Linked DNA regions of Sus scrofa: all the other regions are linked to region 3. The links are chromatin contacts, called in public HiChIP or PLAC-seq maps. All regions are on one chromosome and are shown on one strand. The core of a region is the stretch at or near the end of the contact, and the rest is flanking DNA. Distances in the headings are between cores, read along the strand shown. Region 1 holds the start of LOC100620825 (rho-related GTP-binding protein RhoG-like). Region 2 holds the start of ZMYM3 (zinc finger MYM-type protein 3). Region 3 holds the start of OGT (O-linked N-acetylglucosamine (GlcNAc) transferase).

Region 1 (4,642 bases), core at 13-2,512, 150 kb after region 3:
CACAGTAATGAATGGCCCACAGGAAAATAAGTTGCTATGGGGAAGGCTGTTACAGGCACTGTGCAAAATACTTTCACATATCTTATTTAAGCTTCACAGTAGCACTGTGAAGTAGACATCAGATCAGCTCAGAGATCATTAAGTATGCCTCTAGGATTGGAAATTGGAAGAAGCCTGAAGTTGCAGAAACCAATACCTCAGAAGGTTCCCTTCCAAGTTAGTCACTCACTTTTAACCTTGTAATTCTAGTTTCTTCTAAATATTCCAATCTCCCTATAGAGGAAAAGAATCTGAAAAAGAATGGATATGTTCATGTATATAACTGAATCACTCTGTTATATAGCAGAAATTATCACAACACTGTAAATCAACTGTACTTCAACAAAACTTTAAAAAATGGGAAAAAAAATAAATCATCCAATCTCATCTGACAAAACATCCTTCTTCACATGTACACTGCCTAGCAGTCAATTTTCTCCTAGGTTAGACACACCACATAAAAGACCCAGGAACAATCAAGACAAGAAAGCAGCTCAAAGTATTACCGTTTCTAGTACATTCTCCTCCAGTCTCACCCTTTTCCATAGATCTAATCCACTTGAAATAACTCTTTTTGAACCGAAAACAATTCAGAAGACTCCCCATTTTTTGTCACTACTTTCTGCAACTTAGTTATCTACTAAATCCAGGAAGCTTTTTCACATTAAAGACTAACTTCTCTGGTTCAAGAACAGGCACAGACGACTTCAGCACACTAGGGAGCGACGGAAGCCATGTGTACACTCCCCAACCCCAAGACAGGGGAGAGTATCCTGCGCCTGGAAACTTAACGGGTGGCAATCCTAGTGACCCATCGATAGCCATCACAAGCCCGCTCGGCACTTCCCTCACACCCTTTCCACAGAGGGTAGGTGGTTCTGGGACTTCCGATGGACTCGTGAGCCCGGGACGGATAGGTGCCTAACGCTGGATTCACAAACACGAAGAGCTGGCTCAATCTCCTCCGATATACAGACAACGCATCCCACCCTCGAATCCCTTCCATCCTATACTAAGGTAACTGTCCTGGGGATGGGGAGACTCAAGGAGAAAAGAGTGGACGAGGGGACCTCCTAGGGGTGGTCCTCGATAAGGATTACCCAGCAAAGTGGTCGTCCTCCTGCACGGTTCAACCGCAGCGGGTAAAGCCTCCCGGGCGTCTCTTGCTGGGCTGGGCAGGGCAGGCTCCGCGGGCTAGGCGCTACATCCGGGTAGCGACCGAGTGCCGCCCCCATCGTCGGACGAAGTCTCCACCCGGTGCCCCGAGACCTCGTGGGAAATGGAGTTCTAGCGTTTGCCTCGCGGTCTGCAAATCACAGGCTTCTAAACTACACCTTTGGGTAATCAAAGATTACTGGGGTCTAGGCCCCAGTACCAGTTCCTCGATTCGGAGGTCCCCGGGCTTTACAAACTCTTGACCAAGTGAGACCATCTCCTCCTCCGAGCCCTGTTTTCTCCTCAAGACATAAAGAGGCAGTCAGGGGACTGAAAAACTGTTAAGAAAAATGAAAGCGATTTTAAAAATTATGGTCTCTGTCACCATATATTAGTTTGCATTTTCTAGACTTTTATGTAAATGGAATCGTGCAGTATGTACTCTTTTTTTTAACAACTTTGAGATACAAATGCACATACCATACAATTCCCTCATTTAAATTGTACCATTAATAGTTTTCAATATATTACTTTTTTTTTTCTTTTTTGTGGCCACACCTGTGGCATGTGGAAGTTCCCGGGCAAGGGGTCTAATCCGAGCTGCAGTTGAGGAGTAAGCCGCAGCCATGGCAACACCAGTTGCAATAGCATCTCCGACCTGGGAGGCACACTGGATCCTTAAATCCACTGCACCGGGCCAGGGAGCTAACCTACGCCCTGACGCTGCAGAGACGCCGTCAGTTTCTTTGCACTACAGTAGAAACTCCTGTCTCCAAATTTTGATTATTGTGAATAATGCTGCAATGAACACGTGTACCAGAATACCATTTTGTTGATTTTCTCTATTTTTTTTTTTGTTTTCTGTCTCACTGATTTCCACTTTGATCTTCATTATTTTTGTTCTTATACTTTCAGTTTTATTTGGTCTTCTTTTTACTGAAGTGAAAGCTGAAGTTAATGATTTGAGTCGTTCTTCTGTTCTGATGCAGCTGTTTAGTGCTTCAAAATCACTCCCGAACTCTTGTTTTAGCAGAATGTCATAAATTACATGGTATGGTTTCATTTTTATTCAATTCAAAATATGTTCTGGAGTTCCCGTCGTGGCTCAGTGGTTAACGAATCCGACTAGGAACCATGAGGTTGAGGGTTCGGTCCCTGCCCTTGCTCAGTGGGTTAAAGATCCGGTGTTGCTGTGAGCTGTGGTGCAGGTTGCAGACGCGGCTCGGATCACGCGTTGCTGTGGCTCTGGTGTAGACTGGTGGCTACAGCTCCGATTAGACCCCTAGCCTGGGAATCTCCATATGCCGCGGGAGCGGCCCAAGAAATAGCAAAAAGACCAAAAAAATAAACAAACAAACAAAAAAATATGTTCTAATTTCCTTTTTTATTTTGACCACACCCATGGCATGTGGAAGTTCCTGGGCCAGGGATAAAACCCACACCACAGCTGTAACAGATCCACAGCAGTGACAATCCTTAACCTGCTGAGCCACCAAGGAAATCCTCTAATTTCTTTTTTGGTTTCTTCTTTGGCCCATATGCTATCTAGAAATGGATTGTTTAGTTTTAAACTATTTGAGGATTTTCCAGAGATCCTTCTGTTATTGATAGGTAATTTAAATTCCATTATTTATATTTTGTGTGACTTGAATCCTTTCAAATTCATTGAGACTTGTTTTGTGGCATAGAATATAGCCTATCCTGGTAAATACTCCATGTACATGTACACTTGAAAAGAATGTATATTTTGCTGTTATTGGGTGTTCTGTAAATGTCAACCAGGACAATTTGGTTGATAGTGTTGTTGATTTCTACTATATCCTTGCTGATTTTATGCCTACTCCTAAAGATTATTAAGAGAAGAGTAATTGTTGGAGTTCCCTGGTGGCTCAGCTCATTAAGGATCCAGCATTGTCACTGCTGTGGTGAGGGTCACTGTTGTGGTGAAGGTTTGATCCCTGACCTAGGAACTTCTGCATGTTTCAGGCATGTCCGGAAAAAAAAAATGTATTGAAATCTCTAACTAGAATAAATTGTGGATTTGTCTGTTTCTCCTTGCAGGCTTATCAGTTATTGATTCCTGTATTTTTTTTAGCTTTTATATTAGGTGCACAAACTTTTGGAATTGTTATGTCCTCTAATTGACCCCTTTGTCATTATGAAATTACCTTCTTTATTCCTGGTATCTTTGCTCTGAAAGCTACTTTGTCCAATATTAATATAGTTCCTCCACCTTTTTTTTTTTTGTCTTTTTGTAGGGCTGCACCTGCAGTATATGGAGATTCCCAGGCTAGGGGTCAAATTGGAGCTACAGCTGCCAGCCTACGCCACAGCCACAGCAATCCGGGATCCGAGCCAGGTCTGCAAACTACACCACAACTCAGGCAACACCAGATGCTTAACGCACTGAACAGGGCAGGGGATTGAACCCGCCCTCATGGGGATACTAGCCAGGTTTGTTACTGCTGAGCCACAATGGGAACTCCTCCTCCCCCTTTTTTTTGACTAGTGTTATTGTAGTACATCTTTTTTTTAACATACGTTTATTTTTAACCTATTTGTGTCTTTATTTTTTATTTTATTTTATTTTATTTTATTTTGGTCTTTTTAGGGCTGCACTTGCAGCATATGGAGGTTCCCAGGCTAGGGGTCAAATCAGAGCTCTAGCTGCCGGCCTACACCAGAGCCACAGCAACACGGGATCCGAGCTGCGTCTGCAACCTACACCATAGCTCACGGCAACGCCAAATCCTTAACCCACTGAGCGAGGCCAGGGATTGAACCCACGTCCTCATGGATGCTAGTTGGTTTCACTAACCACTGAGCCATGATGGGAACTCCTGTGTCTGTATTTAAAGAGTATTTCTTTTTTCTTTTCTTTTCATTTCTTTTCTCTTTTTTTTTTCCTTTTTTTTTTCTTTTTCTTTTTTTTGTCTTTTTCTCTTTTCTACGGCCGCACCTGCGGCATGTGGAGGTTCCCAGGCTGGGGGTCAAATCGGAGCTGTAGCCGCTGGCCTACACCACAACCACAGCAACGCGGGATCCGAGCCATGTCTGCCACCTACACCACAGCTCATGGCAACACTGGATCCTTAACCCACTGATCGAGGCCAGGGATGGAACCTGCAACCTCATGGTTCCTAGTCGGATTCGTTAACCATGCGCCACGATGGGAACTCCTGGTTTTTGTTGTTGTTGTTGTTTTTTGGACACACTCAGTGTTCGGAAGTTCTCAGGCCAGAAATCAAACCCACACCACAGCAGCAACCCAAGTCACTGCACTGACAATACCAGATCCTTGACCTGTTGCACCACAAGAGAACTCTTATTAAAGAGTATTTCTTGTAGGCAGCATATGGTTAGACCTTGTTTGTTTGCGTTTTTTTACCCAATCTGATCATCTTTACTCAGTAATTGGCATGTTTAGACCATCTGCATTTAGCAGGAT
Region 2 (4,667 bases), core at 1,428-3,927, 240 kb after region 3:
AGGCAAAAGGAAAATAAAGGACTAGAAGGTAATACATCCAAAAGAGTTGTTGTTATCTCCAGGTATGATAGGTAGGATAAAGTGATCATTGCTTTCTTCTTCAAACTTTCTGTGCTTTCCCAAAACTTTACAGTGAACACTTACATTTTTGTAATGAGAAAAGTATTAATGTAATTAAAATGAAAGAGCTCTCATGAAGACAGGGGCTGCATTCTTACCTGTCTTATAGTGTTTACAGCACTTTAGGAGTGCTTTATAAATGGTGAAATGACAAGTGACAGAATTCAGTACTATGTCACAACTGTAACAAGGCTGAAAATGAGAGTGTTGAATTGCAGGCCACACTCTTACTCAACACCCTTCCCGTTGCCCCCCATCATTCTCTGTTAGAGCTTTTCATCTGTGGCTGATACATACTCGGACTTATCAATTGTGGGCACTTTTGGCTTACTAAAAGAGAAAATATGTATATATATTTATTTCAAGAACATGAAGGCTCCAGGGTATAAAGTCCCAAACTATTCATATACATCTATTATAATGGTAATATTAATAAGTACCCATTAAACACCTGCTATATATCAGGCAAGTGTACGTCTCACTTAATCTTTTTTTTTTTTTTTTTTCTTCTGGCCACCCAAGGCATATGGAAGTTCCCTGGCCAGAGATCGAGTCCAAGCCAGAGCTGCAACCTATGCCACAGCTACAGCAAGGCCAGATCCTTAACCCACTGTGCCATAGCAGGAACTCTACATCTCAATCTTAATAGCTATGAGGTATTATTTCCGGTATTTCTTTCCAGACTTTTTCTACATATATAGAATTTCTCTACAAAGTATTGTATTTTAACTCCTTTAAAAAATGTAACATTGGGAGTTCCCGTTGTAGCTCAGTGGGTTAAGAACTCAAGTAGTATCCATGAGGATACGGGTTAGATCCCTGGCCTTGCTCAGCAAGTTTAGGATCATATGTTGCCACAAGCTGCAGCATAGGCCGAAGATGTGGCTTGGATCATGAATAGACGTGGCTGCGGTATAGGCTGGCAGCTGCAGCTCAGATTCAACCCCTAGCCTGGGAACTTCCATATGCCGCAGGTGCTGCCCCAAAAAGAAAAAAAACATATTTTTTTAAAAAAGTGTAACATTATATCAAGGGCATTTTCCTGTATCATTTTAATAGATTTATTTTTTAGAGCAGTTTCAGGTTTGTAGCAAAATAGAGGTGAAAGTACGGAAAGTTCCCATATACTCCCTGCCCCACACCTCCTCCCTCCTTTACAGCCTCTCTTGAGGGATCAATATCCCCCACCAGTGTGGTACATTTGTTGCAATTGGTGGACCTACATTGATACATCATTATCATTCAAAGCTCATAGTTTAGGGAAGAGTTCACTTTTGGTATCCTACATTCTATGAGTTCTGACAAATGTATCATAACATGTGTTCATTACTATAGTATCATACAGAATAGTTTCACTGCCCAGAAATTCCTCTGCTCTGCCTCATTAGCTTTTTAAAAAATATTGTTGTTAATGACTACATCCACTGTATGAATATAACCAAAATTGATTTGCCCAACCTCCTACCGTACATTTAGATTGTTTTCTTATCTCTGTTTTAAAGATGAGAAAAATAAGACCTAGTGACTTGACAAGTGATGTATCCAAAATCAAATGGCTAAAAAGCAGGCAGAGTGGAGATTAGAATCCTGGTCTCCAGAGCTCACACACATTGCCTCTGAATACACACCATCAATGCCCCCTTTAGACTGTCTCCCCTCAACTTGAAACCAGGCATTCTCCACCACCAGAGAAGCCAGAGATCCAAGCATGTGTTGAGAAGGGCAGGCAATACAAAAGAACGAGGCGGCCCAACTGTGATGCAACAAAGTGAAAATCCAAAAGGAGGTAAAAGGACACAGAAATAACCAGAAGGTGGGAGATGGGTACACAGAATACTGGTTAAGGTAAAGAAAAGGCTGGGCTTGGAAAACCTGAATGGGAAAACTCTTGCTTTTATCTCTGTATATGGGAGAGAGCAAAGATAACCTCAAGGCCATGGGGGGAACAGGAAGGATAAGGTTTCTGGGAAAGTGAATGAGACAAGGGAGGATAAAACTCCCAAGGACTATAAGGCTAGGAAAGGCTTAGTATGGGAAAGAAGAAAGGCCCAGAGCAAGAGGCACGCCAGAGCAAGCACTGGACAACAAACCTACGTGTATTTCTAAAAATGTGGCGGGACTCTTGTCCAGCCTGAGCCTCTTCTAGTATCTCAGACACCAAATACTCTTCAGCCCTTAAGGGTCAGAGGGGGAAAGTGGAGAGGGGGGATTGGAAAGTGCCCTAACTCTGATGGGGACTGAGAAAGGATCCTGGCACACATTTTTTAAAGCCAGTAGGCCTAATACTAATGCCCCCTCCCCCTACCCCACTTCTCCAGCCTCAACCCCAGCCACACCCACACGCTAAGGACCATCCAGGAGGGGGAGTGTGTGTGTGCGCGCGCGCGTGCGTGCTCGTGCATAAGAGAGCCAGAGAGACAGAGACGAGACAAAAAGAGACCGGGAGAGAGAGAGAGCGCGCCAGAGAAGGAGGCGGGGAGAGGGAGAGAGGGACAAGGACAGAAAAAGAGGGAGGGAGGGAAGGAGAGACAGAGAGAGACAGACAGACAAGAGATAGAAAGGAGGAAGGAGGACTGTCGGCCTTGGTGAGGAAAACTACAGAAGAGATAACGCAGGGGGCTCCTGCGGGAAGACTCAGGGAGAAGATCCCAGAACTTACCCTAAGACCGTGGAAGGAGTAGGGGAGTGTCTTTGCAGGACCTGGTTTTGGGGTCATCAGGCAGTAACGGTTACTGCATAGGCGTTGTCACTGAGCCAGAGCCATTTAACCCGCCCTGGGTAGCTGGAGACCAGGCTTAAGACACCCCACAACTATGAGTCTCAGAATGGTTAGGGGGGCCCGAGGCTGCAGACAAGGGGAGGAGGGGCACGTGAGGGCTGGGTCCTTTGCCTCCCCCCACCCTCCGCTGTCACTCATTACCCCAGCAGTCGCCCAGGGGGCGGGCCCCGGAGAGGTGGGGTTGGGGGGAGGGTAATCTTGGCAGGCGCCTGCTGCATGGCGTAGGTAGGGACTGTTGAGGGGGGCGGACGCCGGGGGGTTGAACACGAGTGGGAAGCGGAGAGAGACACGGGTAGGGGGAGGGGACCGGGAACCATTTGAATGAGAGGAGGGGATCACGGGTAGAGTGGGCTCCAGGAGATAGGGCGGGCACGGGTGTGACGGGGGGCCAGACTCTTGAGCCAGGTAAGGGAAGCAGGTGCGTAGATCTGTTTTTTGTGGGTTATTGTACTCGGCCCTTTGGTGTAAAGGGGGTGCCGCCTTTCCCGGGGGGCGGGCTTCTGAGCTCCAGAGGCTAGCTTTTCCTTCTCAACTAACGGGGCCCCGGGCGGGGGCTCAAGCTCCATCTCCAGTGCCTACGTTCCACTCCGCAATTTCCAGGCGTCCACTGGGCTGGGAGTCTCGCGCCGGGGGCCGGCGCTGTCTCGCGAGCCCCCTCCACGAGCCAGCCAATGGGGTTGGTTGCTGGCGCCGCCCGCCCGCCTGGTGCAGAGCGCTGGGCGCTGTGAGCGGCGCTGCCATTTAAAGGGGCCGCGACCCCTGTCCCGGCTGCTAGGGAGGGAGGTGGAGAAGGAGCGCGGGGCCGTCGCTGTCTGCAGTTCTAGGCTTGTAGCGGTTACACTAACCCTGCCGCAGGTAGGGGTCGGGCCTGATCAAGCCGAACCGAACCTGCAGGCGGGAACTCGCAGTAGCCGGGAGGGGGGGGGGTCCAAGGAGAGATCGTAGCTCCAAAATGTCTTCCTGTAAATGCCTGAGGTGGGGGGTGGGCAACAGGAGGAGGACTGGGAGAGCTCTAGGAAAAGGGGACGGGGCTGAGAAAGTGGGCGACCCTGAAAGGTAACTGGGGGGAGGGGTTAGGAAGGGCAGTTTGTGGGGGCGAGGGAAGGGCTGAGAGGACCATGCAACGCGGGGAGGTGGGGGTGGGGCCAGACAGGGTGGGTAAAGACTGGGGAGCTGGGGGGCTCTAGGAGAGAGGGGAGGGGATAGAAACTGAAATCGCGGGGGCGGGAAAGGCTCCCGGTGGCAACGGCCCTAGGAGACTCTAAGGGGGCGTTCAGCCCGAGTTGGGCGGGGGGAGTGAAAGGTGAAGGGGGAGGGGATCAGGGAGTTGCAGTGGGGTGGCGGGGGTACGCGGCGAGTGGAACGACAGCCTGCCCGGCGAGTGTGGGCACTGGGCCAGGGCGGGGAACGCCTCTCCCCACAGGGGGCGCTGTATTTGGGAGGGGGGGAGTGGTCATTTGGACTAAAGCCTTTGGAAAGGTTTGTCGGTTGTGTTGGGGGCGATTCAGGAGAAATCCAAGTGGATAATGGGGTGTGTCCCAGAGCCTGTATTAGAAGGAATTCTGGCGAAGACCACCTCTTCTGCCCCCTCTTCTACCCCTACCCCCTCTTCTACCCCTAATCTGCAGCCCATATCCAGTCATCCTCATGGACCCCAGTGATTTCCCCAGTCCGTTTGACCCGTTGACCCTGCCAGAGAAGCCCCTGGCTGGAGACCTTCCAGTAGACATGGAATTTGGAGAGGATCTACTGGAATCCCAGACTGCCC
Region 3 (4,277 bases), core at 342-2,841:
AGAAAAGGGCAAGCTAGTACAGAAGAATCTAGGACAGAATCTTAAATCTTTAAAAATCCCTGAGAGGGAGGGGAACACTAATTATTAATCCCACTACCTACGATCATGGATGAGACACAATTGAAGATTCACTTCTTACTGCACAATGTCCAAAAACAATTAAAAAAAAAAACCCTGACACATCTCAACTGAGGGAACCAACCAAAAAATAATAATAATAATAACCTCGTGGGAAACCTTAGAACCGCAGCCCGGTCCCCCCCCCCCCGCTCCAAATAGCCTCAATATGGAAAGGCAGACGAAGGACACTCCTGTAATTTGGTTGTTTTCTTATTTTTAGTACCAAATGCTCTCGACTAATTGTCTGAAAGGGCAACCGCCTTGCTCTTGTGCAGCTACACTCCAGTTGCTTTACAAACTCTTCAAGCGGGGATGAAAACTTAAAAAAAATACACCCCCTATGAATAAAGAAATACCGGGCTAAAGAATGGGGATGAAAGACCCAGAGGCGGCGGCGGAGGAATACAGGGAGAAAGTAACACAAAGCGAGAATCGGGCGGGCAGGGTGGTCAACGCCAAAGCCCCGGCACCAGGGTGGTTTCTCCCCAAGGGTAGGAAGTGGACCGCAAGGCTGGCAACCTCGCGAAGGAAAGGGTGTGGTTCCCCGCGGGAGGGGAGGGAGGTGGACAGGGTGGGAAATCCAGGCTGGGGGCAGCGGGTGGAATCGGACGATGGCAAAAGGAACCCCTGGAAATTTCCAATCGAAACCGGGGCCGCTCGCTCAACCGAAAGCCCGGCAGAAAGGCGCTGCCCGGCGGGGCACTGCTCAAAAGCCCCTGGGCTCGAGATTACTCGGAGCACACCCAGGAGCCTGGGCTCGTCCTTGGGTGATGCAAAGTGAGGATACGATTACATCGGACCGGCACCCCCGCCCTCGATTGACAGAGGAGCACCAAATTGGGCTAAGGGGAGCAGGGTGGAGGAGGAAGAGGAGGGGGCGGTGAGCTGAATTAAGGGAGAAAACGACTGCCAAGGAGAGTGAAAGGCAGCGAGAAGGACAGGGATTCCAATGCAGTCCATTCCGAGACATTCTAAGCGCGCACGTGTGAAAAGAAGCGTCCCGAGAGAGTAGAAGGCTAGCAAATGTATAGGATTACAAAGCAAGAAAGGAAGCGAAAAGCCAGCAAGCAAGAGGAAATGTTTGAAGAACGGACGACAGCGGAAACCCCGATCAGATGCCGGCAGACGACGAAAAGCTCAGCGATGCCACTGATGTAATGGGGATGGCTAGAGGGAAGGAAGGGAGTGATGAGAGGCAGAGGACGGCGCGAGACCCCAAGGGGGCGTCTGCCAAGGTAGAAGGGACACCGGTACCTGTGCTGTCGGCCACGTTGCCCACGGAAGACGCCATCTGGAGCTTCTTTAGGAAAAGCGAGAAAAGGGTAATTGAGTCCCGCTGCCGCCACTACTGGCAAGAATGTTTCTAGAGGTAGTAGTAAGAGGGCAGCAGCCGTACCAGTGCTTTGGCAGGCTTAAGAGGCGGCAACAGTTACAGGCTTCGAACCTTAAGAACTCTGGTTGGCCATCTACCTCTCACGGTCTTGAAATGGCGGCGACGGCTCCTCGGCCGAAACAACACGGGCCGGAACTACTTTCTGTTACAATCAAGTACCAGCGCGGAAGTAGCGCGGTAACCAGCGCAACCAACAAAATGACTATAATCAAAGTCACTTGCTCCTATGTAACCTTCCGCGCAGGGCCCATTGCGACAAACACGATTGTGTCGAGAGCGCATGCGAGCAACCCTGTCAACCCGACCCGGTTAGGGCACTGTCTGGGGCGGGAGCGTCCAAGTTTTCTACTAGCGGAGCGGAAGGGTAAAAAGAAACGTATACACAGGACGGATACATTTTTGCCGAAGTGGGGAAGTCTAGTCTATTACCGAGCCAGGAATGTAGATTTTTAAGAGATGCCAAAGGCGTCTAGAAAAGTTTCATCAACTTTAGTCGTACGGAAAGGAAGAGTTACAAGGCTGTTGAATCAATTCTAAGTAAATTTAAATGGCTAGATTTCCAAGGCTGACGTTTAAAACGGTGGCAGAGAGGGTTTCAATTTGAATACGTCTTAGTTCTGATTCCAGCCATTGATTTAAACACTTTGATGAAAAAGTTTCACAGGGCCAAATGAACCCAAGAATCTCACGTTTTGGCCATATAGCCCGAAATTTCCAAAACCTTTTGGTATTCAGGATAGTTCTACCCAGAGAATTCCGTAGGGCAAATGCTTCATAACTCAGGGACTCGCTGAGAGTTTGCACTCCAAAGCAGCAGCCATAAAAATGTTAAAGATGATTCATATTCATCAAAATCCACGACTCTCTTCTGAATTGTGATTTCATTTCCACCACATAGCTTTGCAAATCGTTACAAACGGTGATAGCATTTAGCTCAAGGCAGCTCAACAATGATAAATGGATTCATTTGCCATCTACCTAAACCACACATGCAGATTGAAACTAAATTGCCTCTACTTCCTTGAACAAATCAGTTCTATATGATCCTCCTGCAGTTTCAAGTCCACTGTTTAGACATTTTGTCACATTGGTATTAATTTATATCTCTTGTTCCAGAAAGGATTTAAGGTAGCTTGCCACATTCACAAGAAATTATTATAAACCAATGGAGGCAACAAGTTGCATCTCTCAGAGCCTCTTTTATTAATTTAAAAAAAAAGTCCTTGATCTAAGAAAACAAGTCAGTGAATTTCTTCAAAACATTTCTACTACCTAGCCATCTGACCACACTAAAAAAAAAAAAAATCCTCAAATTTTGCTTCAATTCCTTCAAGACAGTTCACAAACTGTTAATTATAGATATGAGCACCGAGGAAATTTGTAGTATTGATCATTTCTTCCATCACATCCATAATTGAAAGTCAGATGCTGTGAAAAAGGCAAAGTTCACTACACAAACTCTCCTAGAAAATGTGCACCAACCTCTTCTCTTAATTTGATTTAACTGGTAAAACCTTTTTCTCCACCGCCCCCACCGCACCCCTCTAACCCCCGCCACTGTAAGTGCTCCATCTGTGGTGAATAAAATCAGCTTTTCAACTTTTAGAACAGACTTCTCAGATTCCACTGGCAGATGTTTAGGCCTTACTGATTAGTGGGTGCTAACTAATTAAGTAAAACTCTTCTTCTTGTTAAATGCCAGGTCAGGTTCCCAACCAGGCAGGCTATACTGTAGTCTAAGTTTCTTTATCCTGAGAAAAGAGTCAAAGGATACTGCTGTGGAAAGCTGGGAGGTGAGGGTCACAGTGACTCAATAAGGAAAAACCCCTGTTGGAGTCTCAAGAACCCCCTCCAGTTACCTTCTAGCAATAGCACCTGGAGAGTTTAGTTTGAAGGACTTACTCATCAGACAAATGCATCTTCTTCAGCCAATCAAGTAACACTTACTAGTCTCTATGTGGCAAGAAACTGTGGGAGACACAAAAATCAGCAAGACAAGATCTTTGCCCTCAAGGAAATCGAAGCTCAGTTAGGTAGACGCTAAAAGCCACTAGAGCATTAAACAGAAGAGTATTATTAAGGTGATGAAATACATGAGTGTCTATAAATATCTGAGGAGAGAACCGTCACTTCAGGCTGGAGGGGGATGACCAAGAAGGCCTGACCTGGGCACGGAAAGGGGTGCTTTTGTGTGTTCTCTTTCGCATTGATTTCTGGAGGGGTTTTTTTTTTTTCTCCCTTTTTGTGCAGCAATTCTAAATTCAGAACTATCTAAAATAAACCAGGTGCTTTTTCCATCCTACTCCCAAACTTTGTCACCCTAATAACACTGCTAACGGTGTATTCGTTTCCGGTTACTGTCTCGCAAATTGCCACAAATTGAGCGGCTTGAAACAGCACATACTTCTCAGCAGTCGCGCCAGCGCGGGGCGAGGGAGCCAGAGACACGCTCTGGCCGCCGCCGCCGCCGCCGCCGTTGCCGCTGGAAAATGGCTCCAAAGGTTCAATGAAGCTGGCAAAATACATAGATGTAGCACCTCAGGCTCTCCAGATGTTTGAGGGTAATATTCCAGAGAGAGCTCGACACCCCCGCCGCCCGGATAAGCTAACCAGTCACAACGAAGAAAATTCGTTGTAAAGCCTTCCGGAAATCTTTGAACCCGAATAAAAGTAAAGAAGAAACTGATTTCATGGTAGCACAGCAACCATCCCTAGCCAGTGAATTTGGAAAGCATGATTCCTTATTTGGTAGCTTCTGTGGTAA

The links. HiChIP or PLAC-seq counts read pairs in DNA pulled down with a chosen protein or histone mark.
Region 1: an H3K27ac HiChIP or PLAC-seq map of alveolar macrophages shows a contact between it and region 3. The contact joins the promoter of LOC100620825 here to the promoter of OGT in region 3. A contact is called at or near these places in 1 of 5 promoter capture datasets (fetal liver), 1 of 47 Hi-C or Micro-C datasets (alveolar macrophages) and 1 of 2 datasets of contacts at active chromatin or transcription factors (alveolar macrophages).
Region 2: a contact with region 3 is called in an H3K27ac HiChIP or PLAC-seq map of alveolar macrophages. The contact joins the promoter of ZMYM3 here to the promoter of OGT in region 3. A contact is called at or near these places in 1 of 5 promoter capture datasets (fetal liver), 1 of 47 Hi-C or Micro-C datasets (alveolar macrophages) and 1 of 2 datasets of contacts at active chromatin or transcription factors (alveolar macrophages).

Annotation. Positions count from the first base shown.
Region 1 is chrX:57,364,721-57,369,362 of Sscrofa11.1, reverse strand. It overlaps LOC100620825 (rho-related GTP-binding protein RhoG-like), which reads right to left and starts at 1,262. Exons shown (of 3, transcript XM_005659070.3): 1 at 1,140-1,262.
Region 2 is chrX:57,277,437-57,282,103 of Sscrofa11.1, reverse strand. ZMYM3 (zinc finger MYM-type protein 3) reads left to right here and starts at 2,677. Exons shown (of 25, transcript XM_021080504.1): 1 at 2,677-2,705; 2 at 4,528-4,667. The coding sequence starts at 4,547.
Region 3 is chrX:57,518,486-57,522,762 of Sscrofa11.1, reverse strand. It overlaps OGT (O-linked N-acetylglucosamine (GlcNAc) transferase), which reads right to left and starts at 1,591. Exons shown (of 22, transcript NM_001039748.2): 1 at 1,375-1,591. The coding sequence starts at 1,411. It also overlaps the pseudogene LOC100522844.